3 separate regions of the Mus musculus genome follow, and all the other regions are linked to region 1. The links are chromatin contacts, called in public HiChIP or PLAC-seq maps. All regions are on one chromosome and are shown on one strand. The core of a region is the stretch at or near the end of the contact, and the rest is flanking DNA. Distances in the headings are between cores, read along the strand shown. Region 1 has its middle 19 kb from the start of H2-Q1. Region 2 holds the start of H2-Q6 (histocompatibility 2, Q region locus 6). Region 3 holds the start of H2-Q4 (histocompatibility 2, Q region locus 4).

Region 1 (3,248 bases), core at 259-2,758:
CCTCTGTAAGGAGTTTGCAGACCAGAGCAGTGTTTCTCAATATTCCTAATACTGCGACCCTTTAATTCCTGGTACTAACCCCAACCTTAAAGTTATTTTCAGTGTTACTTCATAACTGTAATTTTGCTACTGTTTTCTGATGGCCTTAAGCAACCCCTGTGAAAGAGTTGTTTGACCCCCAAAGGGGTCATGACCCACAAGTCCTAGAGTGAAGGTACATGCTTGACCAAGTTGTTTGGTTTTTGAGACAGGGTTTCTCTGTGCAGCCTTTGTTGTCTTGGAACTCTGTAGACCAGGCTGGACTCGAACTTAGAGACCCACCTGCCTCTACCTCCTAAGTGCTGGGACTGAAGGTGTGTGTCTCCACAGCCTGGCAACCTTGACCAAGTCTTGAACAAAAGCTAGGCTGGTTTGCAGACCTGTAACCCTGGCTAATTAGGGACCAGAAGCACTGGATGGAAAACCTGCTTCAGTTACAGAGTAAGTTCAAGGCCAGCCTGGACCACGTCTTAAAAGTAAAGGCTGGGACACAGCTCGGTGGCAGGAAGCCGTCCCTAGGTCCCATCTACAGCGTGGGGGAAATTCCAGGTGAAAGATGCTGTCAAGGGAAAAAAAGAGTAATTTGAGGTTATTTCCTTTACCCCATTCACTTCCCAGGGCCTTGGCTGGGGGCCTAAGTCCACCCAGACCCCGTCCCAGGCATCCATGCTCCTTTCTCACTTGTTACAACTTTCCCACCTACTCCACCACCCCCTTCTAGGTGTCAGACCTGGGGATCCCAGGCTTCTGGTTTTACCTTATAGCCCCGGGTGTTCTGGAACTTGCTATGTGGTTGAAGAATGCAGAGATCTGCTCTCCTGAGTTTTGGGATTGAAGGCATTCCCAGAGAAACCCAGGACCCTTTCTTTGTGTGGTCACATCAAGCTCAGCCGGTGTGTAGTTCAGTGAGGACACGGTCAACAGGCAGGAAGCCCTGGGGTAAATCCTGGGCAACAGCAACCACAAAAGGAAAAACAACTAATGCTCTGCTGTGGCGGGCTGTGCAGGGGATACCCGGTTTCTTAGTGTGGCCCTTCCTCAGTGTGAGCTGGACAGCTTCGCGGGCTTGTGAAGCTGGCCAGCAGTTCCTGAACTCTGCAGTCTGCAGTCTGGAGGGACATTTGACATAGAGCCCAGTCCATCTCCAAGATTCTTGGGAGCTGCGATGCGGAGCACGGCCGCCAGGGGGCAGCAGGACACAGGAATAGGAGCGGCTCCAGTTCCTGATCACCTAAGTGGCTGTGAGCTTTGAATGCTGGGAAAGGTAGGGAGTTGTGGTCGCCTATGCCCTCTTCATACCGAAGCAGCCAGGGATTTTCCTTTCAGCCCCAAATCCTCTGGTTTGTGGTTTTCACGGGTCCTTATGATCTTCGGACTGAAACACAACTTCTGAGCGAGATTACACCTCGGCTCCTCTCTAGATTGTGACTCAGCACCAACTCTCCAGTCACAGTGACATAGACACACACACACCATGGCATGCTGAGGTGAGGCATGAGGATCAAGTTGTAGGTGGGAAAGGTCAGGACTGGAGAGATGACTCAGAGGTTGAGAGCATTAACTGCTCTTCCAAAGGCCCTGAGTTGATTTCTCAGAAATCACGTGGTGGCTCACAACCATCTATAATGAGATCTGGCGCCCTCTTTTGGTGGCTATAGACATATGCAGGCAGAACACTGTGTACATAATAAATTTTTAAAATAAAATAAAGAATTCAAGGTCCACCTGAGCTACAACAAGGCATACAGCACAAACAGCATAAATGAACGAACACACAGGCTCCATAGACCAGTAGCATCAGGGGCCACTCTGTAGAAGGAATCACCCTTCCCTGGCTGATTCCCTAAGATCATTGTGTACACATCATTAGATGTACACGCCTACTGCAAGGGTCCCTAGAGTGCTGATCTAGGTTTGGAGGTGTTCCTATGCGCTGTAGTGACCCCCAATACTGTTCAGGTATCTCTTTCTTTACAGAAATCTTATTTCCCTTCATTTATTTTTCATTCTTTTAAAAAATATTTTTATTTATATGGGTGTTTTGCCTCCATGTATCTTGCGCGCGCTCAACTGGCCAGGAAGAACGACGCTGCAACAGGATCCTTCTGCACACGTTTATTGGGAGAGCTTGATTGTAGAGGCGAAAAGACCTCGAGCCCAGAACTGGTGCTGCTTTTATAGGCCTAGGAGAGGCGTGTCTCACACCCGGATTGGTTATGCACTATGCCTCATTTGCATGTTCCTCATCTGATTGGCTACTCTCTCTCAGTACCTCACAGAGCCTCATTATCATAACTCATTTGCATGTCTCACATCTGATTGGTTACTCTCTCTCAGTACCTTACAGAACCTCATTATCATACCTCATTTGCATGTCTCACATCTAATTGGTTATACTCTCAGTACCTTACAGAACCTCATTATCATGCCTGGGCCAGGCAGTGTCTTTGCAAAAAACTTTACTGCATATGTACACATTGGTTGTTTGTCCAATTTTATGCGTGGTGGCCAGCAGTAGTCAGTGCCACTCAGCAACGGCACATGTGGCTTCCCACACATGTATGTCTGTGCCCCACAAGCATGGAGTTCCCCAGGCCGCCAGAAGAGGGCACCCTACCCATCTAAGGCTGAGTTACAAGTGGATGAGAACTGGAACTGAACCCAGGTCCTCTGGAACAGCAGTGAGCATTCTTCACCTCGGAACAATCTCTGCAGCTCCATAATTTTATTCGGAAGTGACACCATTTTTATTTTTATGCCTTGGCTCTCTGAGATTCTTTTCTCTGCAGCACAGGGCCTCAGTCAGGCCTGAGCCTCCTAACTCCCCTGCAGAGAAGGTGTGAACAGGAGAAGCCCTGGCTTCCTCAGGGGCACAGAGTCCCAGAGAAGGAGCTTCCCAATCCGTCCCCACAGTGCTCAGTCTACAAAAACGTCTGATGTCCTCCAGCACCAAAGCAGCATTGCTAACATAACCCAGGCATGGAACATTCCAGATGCCCTGTGTAGGTTTATATTTTCCCAAACCTACTTTAATAAGCTTACTTAAGTGTTTTAACCTCTCTTCTAGCTCACCACCCACCAGAGGAAATAGAAAGGGCAAAGGAGCGTGTGGACCTGTTTAGAAAGAGTTCTTATGGAGAGTCCAGTCTGCATTGTCAGGATATCAGCAGGTGAGTGCACATGAATCAGCGATACCAGTTCAATCCAGA
Region 2 (3,248 bases), core at 291-2,790, 120 kb before region 1:
AATGGCTCATGTAACTATTCACCATTGCAGGAATAGATAGAATTGGGTGTCTAAGGATGCAAACCCCACAGACAGGGAAGGATCTGGTAGACTGTATTCTTTGGAAAGTTCTAGAAACTGGGGGAACCAGCCTAGTGTAGGATAGTCCATGTCTCCCATCGGGTAAAGGAGACTTCAGGTCATGAGGTGTAAGGGCTGACACACTCAGCAGGACAGGAGTCAGTGTCTACAGACAGTGGGTGTGGGCTGAGAACCCGGCCTGGGAGAGGCCATGGCTGACAGAGGCTACAGGGCAACTGAAGGGAGCAGCTGTTGTTACCTCAGGGAAATTCTCTCCTTCCCTCCTGAGACAGCCTGGGCACTGTCCAGGGAGAAGGCTGAGCCCTGGGAGAGTCAGTGCAGTCACTGTGATGAGGGATCAGGAGACCCAGGGTCACTCTCTCCCCTGTGAGACAGGGGCATCACCCAGCTGAGGGTTTCTTCTTCCCCAGGACTGAGCCCCAGCCCGAGGGCAGAGGGAGGAGCTGCCCGCGGCCCCTGCACCTGTGCACAGCAGCGTCTCCTTCCGGAGCTGCAGGTATCTGCGGAGCGACTGCACGCAAGCGCCCTCCAGGTAGGCCCGGTCTCTCTCTGCAATACCAGCCTGCTCCCACTTGTGTAGGGTGATCTGTGCAGCCATGTCCGCCGCCGTCCAGGTTTTCAGGTCTTCGTTCAGGGCGATGTAATCGCGGCCTTCATAGGCGAACTGCAGGTACCCGCGGAGGAGGCGCTCGTCGGACCCCACGTCACAGCCATACATCCACTGGAGTGTGTGAGAGCCTGCGGGACCCAGTGGTCAGTCCCTCCTCCGCCCACCCCCCCCCCCACCCCCCACCGCGGACTCCTCCAAACTGAAAGGGAATCCGGTCCTGGGTCAGTTCTGCTCCTGAAACTCGGACTTTGGACCCGGGACCTCACCGGCCTCTGTTTCGGGACGTGGAGGGGTCGTGACCTCCGACCCGGGGTCACTCACCGCCCTTGCTCTGGTTGTAGTATCTCTGTGCGGTCCTCAGGCTCACTCGGAAACTCTCCTCATGGCCCTTGGCTTTCTGTGTCTCCCGCTCCCAATACTCCGGCCCCTCCTGCTCCATCCACCGCGCCCGCGGCTCCATCCTCGGATTTTCCGCGTCGCTGTCGAAGCGCACGAACTGCTTGTTGTCCACGTAGCCGACGATAATGAACCGGGGCTCCACGAGGCCGGGCCAGGACACAGCAGTGTGGAAATACCGCAGCGAGTGTGGGCCTGGGGGCGGCGCGCGGTGAGACCCCGACCTCCTCCCGGGACCCCGGTCGGGTACGCGGGCCGGGAGTGGAGCAGGGCTCGGGGCTCGGGTGGAGAAGGGGCGGAGGTCCGGTGGGCGACGCGGGGACGCGGCACAGGGGCTGTTTCCCTCCCGACCCCGCACTCACCCGCGCGGGTCTCGATCAGGGTCAGGGCGGCCGCCACCAGCAAGAGCAGCGTTGTTAGAGCCATTGCTCCTCTCGGGGATTCAGGTCGACTGACTCCTGTGGGCAGCGTGGACTTTACAACCCGCTCCCGCGCCGACGCTGATTGGTTCCCGGTGATCACCTCACCCAATAGGGGTGAGAACTGTTACAGGTCATCAGTGTCCTGGCAGAATGAACTGACCCAGGTTAGGAGCAGAAGTGAAACTGGGGAGATGGGGAATCCCCAGCCATGGGCTTCCCCACCCTTGACCTCACAGCCTGGAGATTAAGACTTTGCCTGAACCCTGTGCCGGGGACAGAGAGCTGTTTGTCATGGTGTCTCCGAGTTCTGATCCAGAAGCTGTCAGGACACCAGGAGAGACCCGCAGGCCATACTCTCTGTGCCCTATCCTCCACTCTTCCTCTTCCTTCTTCTCTTCAGAAGTCAGACCTTGGAGTCTTCTAGAAGAAATGCCACTTCTGGGAATACAATGGAGACACAAGCACTTGGGGATGCAGTGAAGATAGGCTTCTCCTTAAAGCAGAGGCGCTGGTCTGCAAAGCCCCACATGGACTCCATAGAGACCAGGCTCTGTTCACCTGCAATGGGCGGCTCACACTTCCAAGCCTGAGTGCAGGACTCTCATCAGTTAAGTGTAGACTTCGCCTCTCTCCTCAGGATCTGTCTTCTCACAGATTCCTTGTGTTACCTCCTAGTTGAAGAGCTGTGGCTGCAGGGTTTTTGTTTGTTTGTTTGTTTGTTTGTTTCTTCTTTGGTTTTTTTTTTTTTTTTTTTAGAGATAGGGTTTTTCTGTATAGCACTGGCTGTCCTGGAACTCACTTTGTACTCCAGGCTGGCCTCGAACTCAGAAATCCACCTGCCTCTGCCTCCCAAGTGCTGGGATTAAAGGCATGTGCCACCACGCCCGGAATCTTTGTTTTGTTTTTGTTTTTTAAAACAAAGATCTTCCTTCTGAGTTTGTCTGTGTAGACCTGGGACTCAGCACAGGAGATCCCCTTGTCCACTGAAGAGAGACCCCTGTGCAGACCACAGACAGCAGGGCACTGATCGCTGTCTCCACTGCACTTCTCTATTTCTGCACTTCCAAGGTGCAGTTGCTTTAGTGACTCAATCACAGTAGGAGAGGAACTGTCACCAACTATAACACAGAATAAATATGATAGTATGGTAGAAGCTATGTAATTTCTGACCCTCTCCCTCCCTCCCTGACCTTCACTCACACGTATGAGCTGATGAGGTGAGGGACATGAATGTCACAGCTGTGTGGGACATGGGTTCTGATAATTGAGTTGGCCCCAGAGTTCCCCAGGCCTGTGCAGTGTGGACACTGGAAGAAAGATGATTCTCATGCCAGAGAGCACACACTGGTGATGTGAGGTTTCATCCCTGATCAGTAGTGTGGAGGAAAGATTAAATTTACCCATTTCATGATTCTGTAGATCTTTTCAAATAGCAGCCACAGAAGTGAAGTGGAAAGAAGAGCAGAGATGGGTGGGTACTCCCAAAGTGAGTCACTCATCACACAGAGCAACGAATGTGTGTGACCACAGGTGTGAACTCCAGTCACCTCCCCATGAACGTCTCCACAGCTGCCCCCCCCAGCCTCACCAGGATTCAGCAGACCCTGTCTCCCTGAACCCCTCTTATTAGATGCTGTGAGCATTTTCCATGGGGACTTGATGCTCTTAGGTTTCCTCCTGACCAACCTAGGGATGCTGCTGGGGTTAGGCAGCTTCACAGACAGGATCTGACTCCATTG
Region 3 (3,248 bases), core at 383-2,882, 78 kb before region 1:
GAAGAAGAAGAAGAAGAAGAAGAAGAAGAAGAAGAAGAAGAAATTCCACTATTGATATTCCTCCAGGGTACCCCATAAGGGCTGATGTGACCACCACTATAGGAATAGAGAGAATTAGGTTGTCGAAGGGGTGGAAACCCCACAGACAGGGAGGGATCTGGGAGAATGTATTCTTTTGAAAATTCAGGAAACTGAGGCAATCAGCCTAGTGTAGGGTAGTCCATGTCTCCCATCAGTTAAAGGCGACTTCTGGTCCTGAGGTGTAAGGGCTGACACACTCAGCAGGACAGGAGTCAGTGTCTACAGACAGTGGGCTGAGAACCCGGCCTGGGAGAGGCCATGGCTGACAGAGGCTACAGGGGAACTGAAGGGAGCAGCTGTTGTTACCTCAGGGAAATTCTCTCCTTCCCTCCTGAGACAGCCTGGGCACTGTCCAGGGAGAAGGCTGAGCCCTGGGAGAGTCAGTGCAGTCACTGTGATGAGGGATCAGGAGACCCAGGGTCACTCTCTCCCCTCTGAGACAGGGGCATCACCCCAGCTGAGGGTTTCTTCTTCCCCAGGACTGAGCCCCAGCCCGAGGGCAGAGGGAGGAGCTGCCCGCGGCCCCTGCACCTGTGCGCAGCAGCGTCTCCTTCCCGAGCTCCAGGTATCTGCGGAGGGACTGCACGCACGCGCCCTCCAGGTAGGCCTTGCTTTTCTCTGTAGCACCAGCCTGCTCCCACTTGCGTCGGGTGATCTGTGCCGCCATGTCCGCCGCCGTCCACGTTTTCAGGTCTTCGTTCAGGGCGATGTAATCGCGGCCGTCGTAGGCGAACTGCTGGTACCCGCGGAGGAGGCGCCCGTCGGACCCCACTTCACAGCCAGAGATCACCTGAATAGTGTGAGAGCCTGCGGGACCCCGCGGTCAGCCCCGCCCACACGCCCCGGCCCCGCCCACCCGCGGACTCCTCCAAACTGAAAGGGAAACCAGTCCCGCGTCCGTTCTGCTCAGAACCTCGAACTTGGGGCCCGGGACGTCTCGGGCCCCTGTTTTGGGACGTGGAGGGGTCGTGACCTCCGATCCGGGGTCACTCACCGCCCGCGCTCTGGTTGTAGTAGCTGAGCAGGGTCCTCAGGTTCACTCGGAAAATCTGCTCATTGCCCTTGGCTTTCTGTGTTTCCCGCTCCCAATACTCCGGCCCCTCCTGCTCCATCCACGGTGCCCGCGGCTCATATCTCGGATTCTCCGCGTCGCTGTCGAAGCGCACGAACTCCGTGTTGTCCACGTAACCGACAGAGATGAACCGGGGCTCCCCAAGGCCCGGCCGGGACACGGAGGTGTAGAAATAACTCAGCAAGTGTGGGCCTGGAGGCAGGGCGCGGTGAGACCCCGAACTCCTTCCGGGACCCCCGGCGGGTGAGCGGGCCGGGAGGGGAGCAGGGCGCGGGGCTAGGGTGGAGAAGGGGCGGAGGGTCAGGTGGGCGACGCCGGGACGCGGCTTCCCCCGTGCCGCCCCCTCCCCTTTCCTCAGAGGCCATTTCCCTCCGGACCCGGTACTCACCCGCGCGGATCTCGATCAGGGTCTGGGCGACTGCCACCAGCAGAAGCAGCATTGTTGACGCCATTGCTCCCCTCTGGGATTCTGGGCATCTGACTCTGGCGGGCTGTGTGGACTTTATAACCTGCTCCCGCGGCGACGATGATTGGTTCCCGGTGATCACGTCACCCAATGGGGGTGAGAACTGCCAGTAAGTCATCAGTGTCCGGGCAGAAGGACCTGACCCAAGTTAGGAGCAGAAGTGAAACTGGGGAGATGGGAAATCCCCACCCCTGATCTCACTGCCTGGAGACTAAGACTTTGCCTGAACCCTGTGCTGTGGACAGAGAGCTGTTTGTCTTGGTGTCTCCGAGTTCTGACCCAGAAGCTGTCAGGACACCAGGAGAGAAGAGACCTGCAGGCCAGACTCTCTGTATCTTCCCTCCACCCTTCCTCTTCCTTCTTCTCTTCAGAAGTCAGACCCTGGAGCCTTCCAGAAGAAAAGCCACTTCCAGGAATACAATGGCAACACAAGCGCTTGGGGATGCAGTGGAGAGAGGCTTCTCCTTAAAGCAGAGGCGCTGGCCTGCAAGCCCCATTAGAACACCACAGAGACCAGGCTCTGTTCACCTGCAGTGGGCGGCTCACACTGCCAAGCCTGAGTGCAGGACTCTCTTCTATAAAGAGGATACTTCGTCTTTTCCCTCAGGATCTGTCTTCTCAGCCCTGTGCTGGGACACAGATTCCTTGTGTCACTTCCTAGATGAAGTCTGTGGCTGCAGGTTTTTTGTTTGTTTCTTTTTTGTTTTTTTAAAAACAAAGATCTTCCTTCTGAGTTTGTCTCTGTGGACCTGGGACATTGTCTCAGCACAGGAGACCCCCTTGTCCACTGAAGAGAGACCCCTGTGCAGACCACAGACAGCAGGGCACTGATCCCTGTCTCCACTTCACTTCTCTGTGACTGTACTTCCATGGTGCAGTTGCTTTAGTGACTCAATAACAGTAGGAGAGGAACTGTCACCAACTATAACACAGAATAATGATGATAGTACGGTAGAAGCTATGTAATTTCTGACCCTCTCCCTCCCTCCCTGACCTTCACTCACACTTTTGAACTGATGAGGTGAGGGACATGAATGTCACAGCTGTGTGGGACACTGGTTCTGATAACCGAGTTGGCCCCAGAGTTTCTCAGGCCTGTGCAGTGTGGACACTGGAAGAAAGATGATTCTCATGCCAGAGAGCACACACTGGTGATGTGAGGTTTCATCCCTGATCAGTAGTGTGGGGGAAGATTAATTTTACCCATTTCATGATTCTGTGGATCTTTTCAAACCATAGCCACAGAAGTGAAGTGGAAAGAAGAGCAGAGTTGGGTGGGGACTCCTGAAGAGAGTCACTCATCACACAGAGCAACAAATGTGTGTGACCACCGGTGTGAACTCCAGTCACCTCCCCATGCAGATCTCCACAGCAGCCCCCCAGATTCACCGGGATTCAGCAGACCCTGTCTCCCTGAACCACTGTTATTGGATGCTGTGAGCATTTTCCGTGGGGATTTGATGCTCTTAGGTTTCTTCCTGACCAACCTAGAGATGCTGTTGGGGTTAGGCAGTGCTTCACAGAGAGGATCTGTCTCCATTACATTTCTTCTTATTTTACTATGTGTTGTTTTTTTTTTTTTTTTTTTTTTTTTTTGTTTTTTGTTTTTTTTTTTTTTGACAAGGTCTA

The links. HiChIP or PLAC-seq counts read pairs in DNA pulled down with a chosen protein or histone mark.
Region 2: a BATF HiChIP or PLAC-seq map of CD8 T cells shows a contact between it and region 1, with 18 read pairs. The contact joins the promoter of H2-Q6 here to the enhancer-like site in region 1. A contact is called at or near these places in 2 of 15 datasets of contacts at CTCF or cohesin (CD8 T cells and the NIH/3T3 cell line), 2 of 484 Hi-C or Micro-C datasets (B cells and nephron progenitors), 6 of 115 datasets of contacts at active chromatin or transcription factors (CD8 T cells, effector CD8 T cells, embryonic stem cells and 2 more) and 3 of 9 other capture datasets (adipose tissue, liver and pancreatic islet).
Region 3: a contact with region 1 is called in a BATF HiChIP or PLAC-seq map of CD8 T cells, with 30 read pairs. The contact joins the promoter of H2-Q4 here to the enhancer-like site in region 1. A contact is called at or near these places in 1 of 15 datasets of contacts at CTCF or cohesin (CD8 T cells), 1 of 484 Hi-C or Micro-C datasets (B cells), 9 of 115 datasets of contacts at active chromatin or transcription factors (CD8 T cells, bone marrow-derived macrophages, effector CD8 T cells and 4 more) and 4 of 9 other capture datasets (adipose tissue, liver, macrophages and 1 more).

The regions. Positions count from the first base shown.
Region 1 is chr17:35,300,146-35,303,393 of GRCm38.p6, reverse strand. No RefSeq gene overlaps it. Among named protein-coding and RNA genes, the nearest start is that of H2-Q1, 19 kb to the left of the region's middle. Within about 2 kb of position 1,508, at least 127 of the 459 cell types and tissues checked have an H3K27ac peak or open chromatin away from gene starts, as enhancers often do. A contact at or near this core is called in B cells, CD8 T cells, the NIH/3T3 cell line and 7 more, where this site is marked.
Region 2 is chr17:35,423,142-35,426,389 of GRCm38.p6, reverse strand. It overlaps H2-Q6 (histocompatibility 2, Q region locus 6), which reads right to left and starts at 1,540. Exons shown (of 7, transcript NM_207648.2): 1 at 1,450-1,540; 2 at 1,013-1,282; 3 at 544-819. The coding sequence starts at 1,513.
Region 3 is chr17:35,378,001-35,381,248 of GRCm38.p6, reverse strand. It overlaps H2-Q4 (histocompatibility 2, Q region locus 4), which reads right to left and starts at 1,632. Exons shown (of 6, transcript NM_001143689.1): 1 at 1,542-1,632; 2 at 1,076-1,429; 3 at 613-888. The coding sequence starts at 1,605.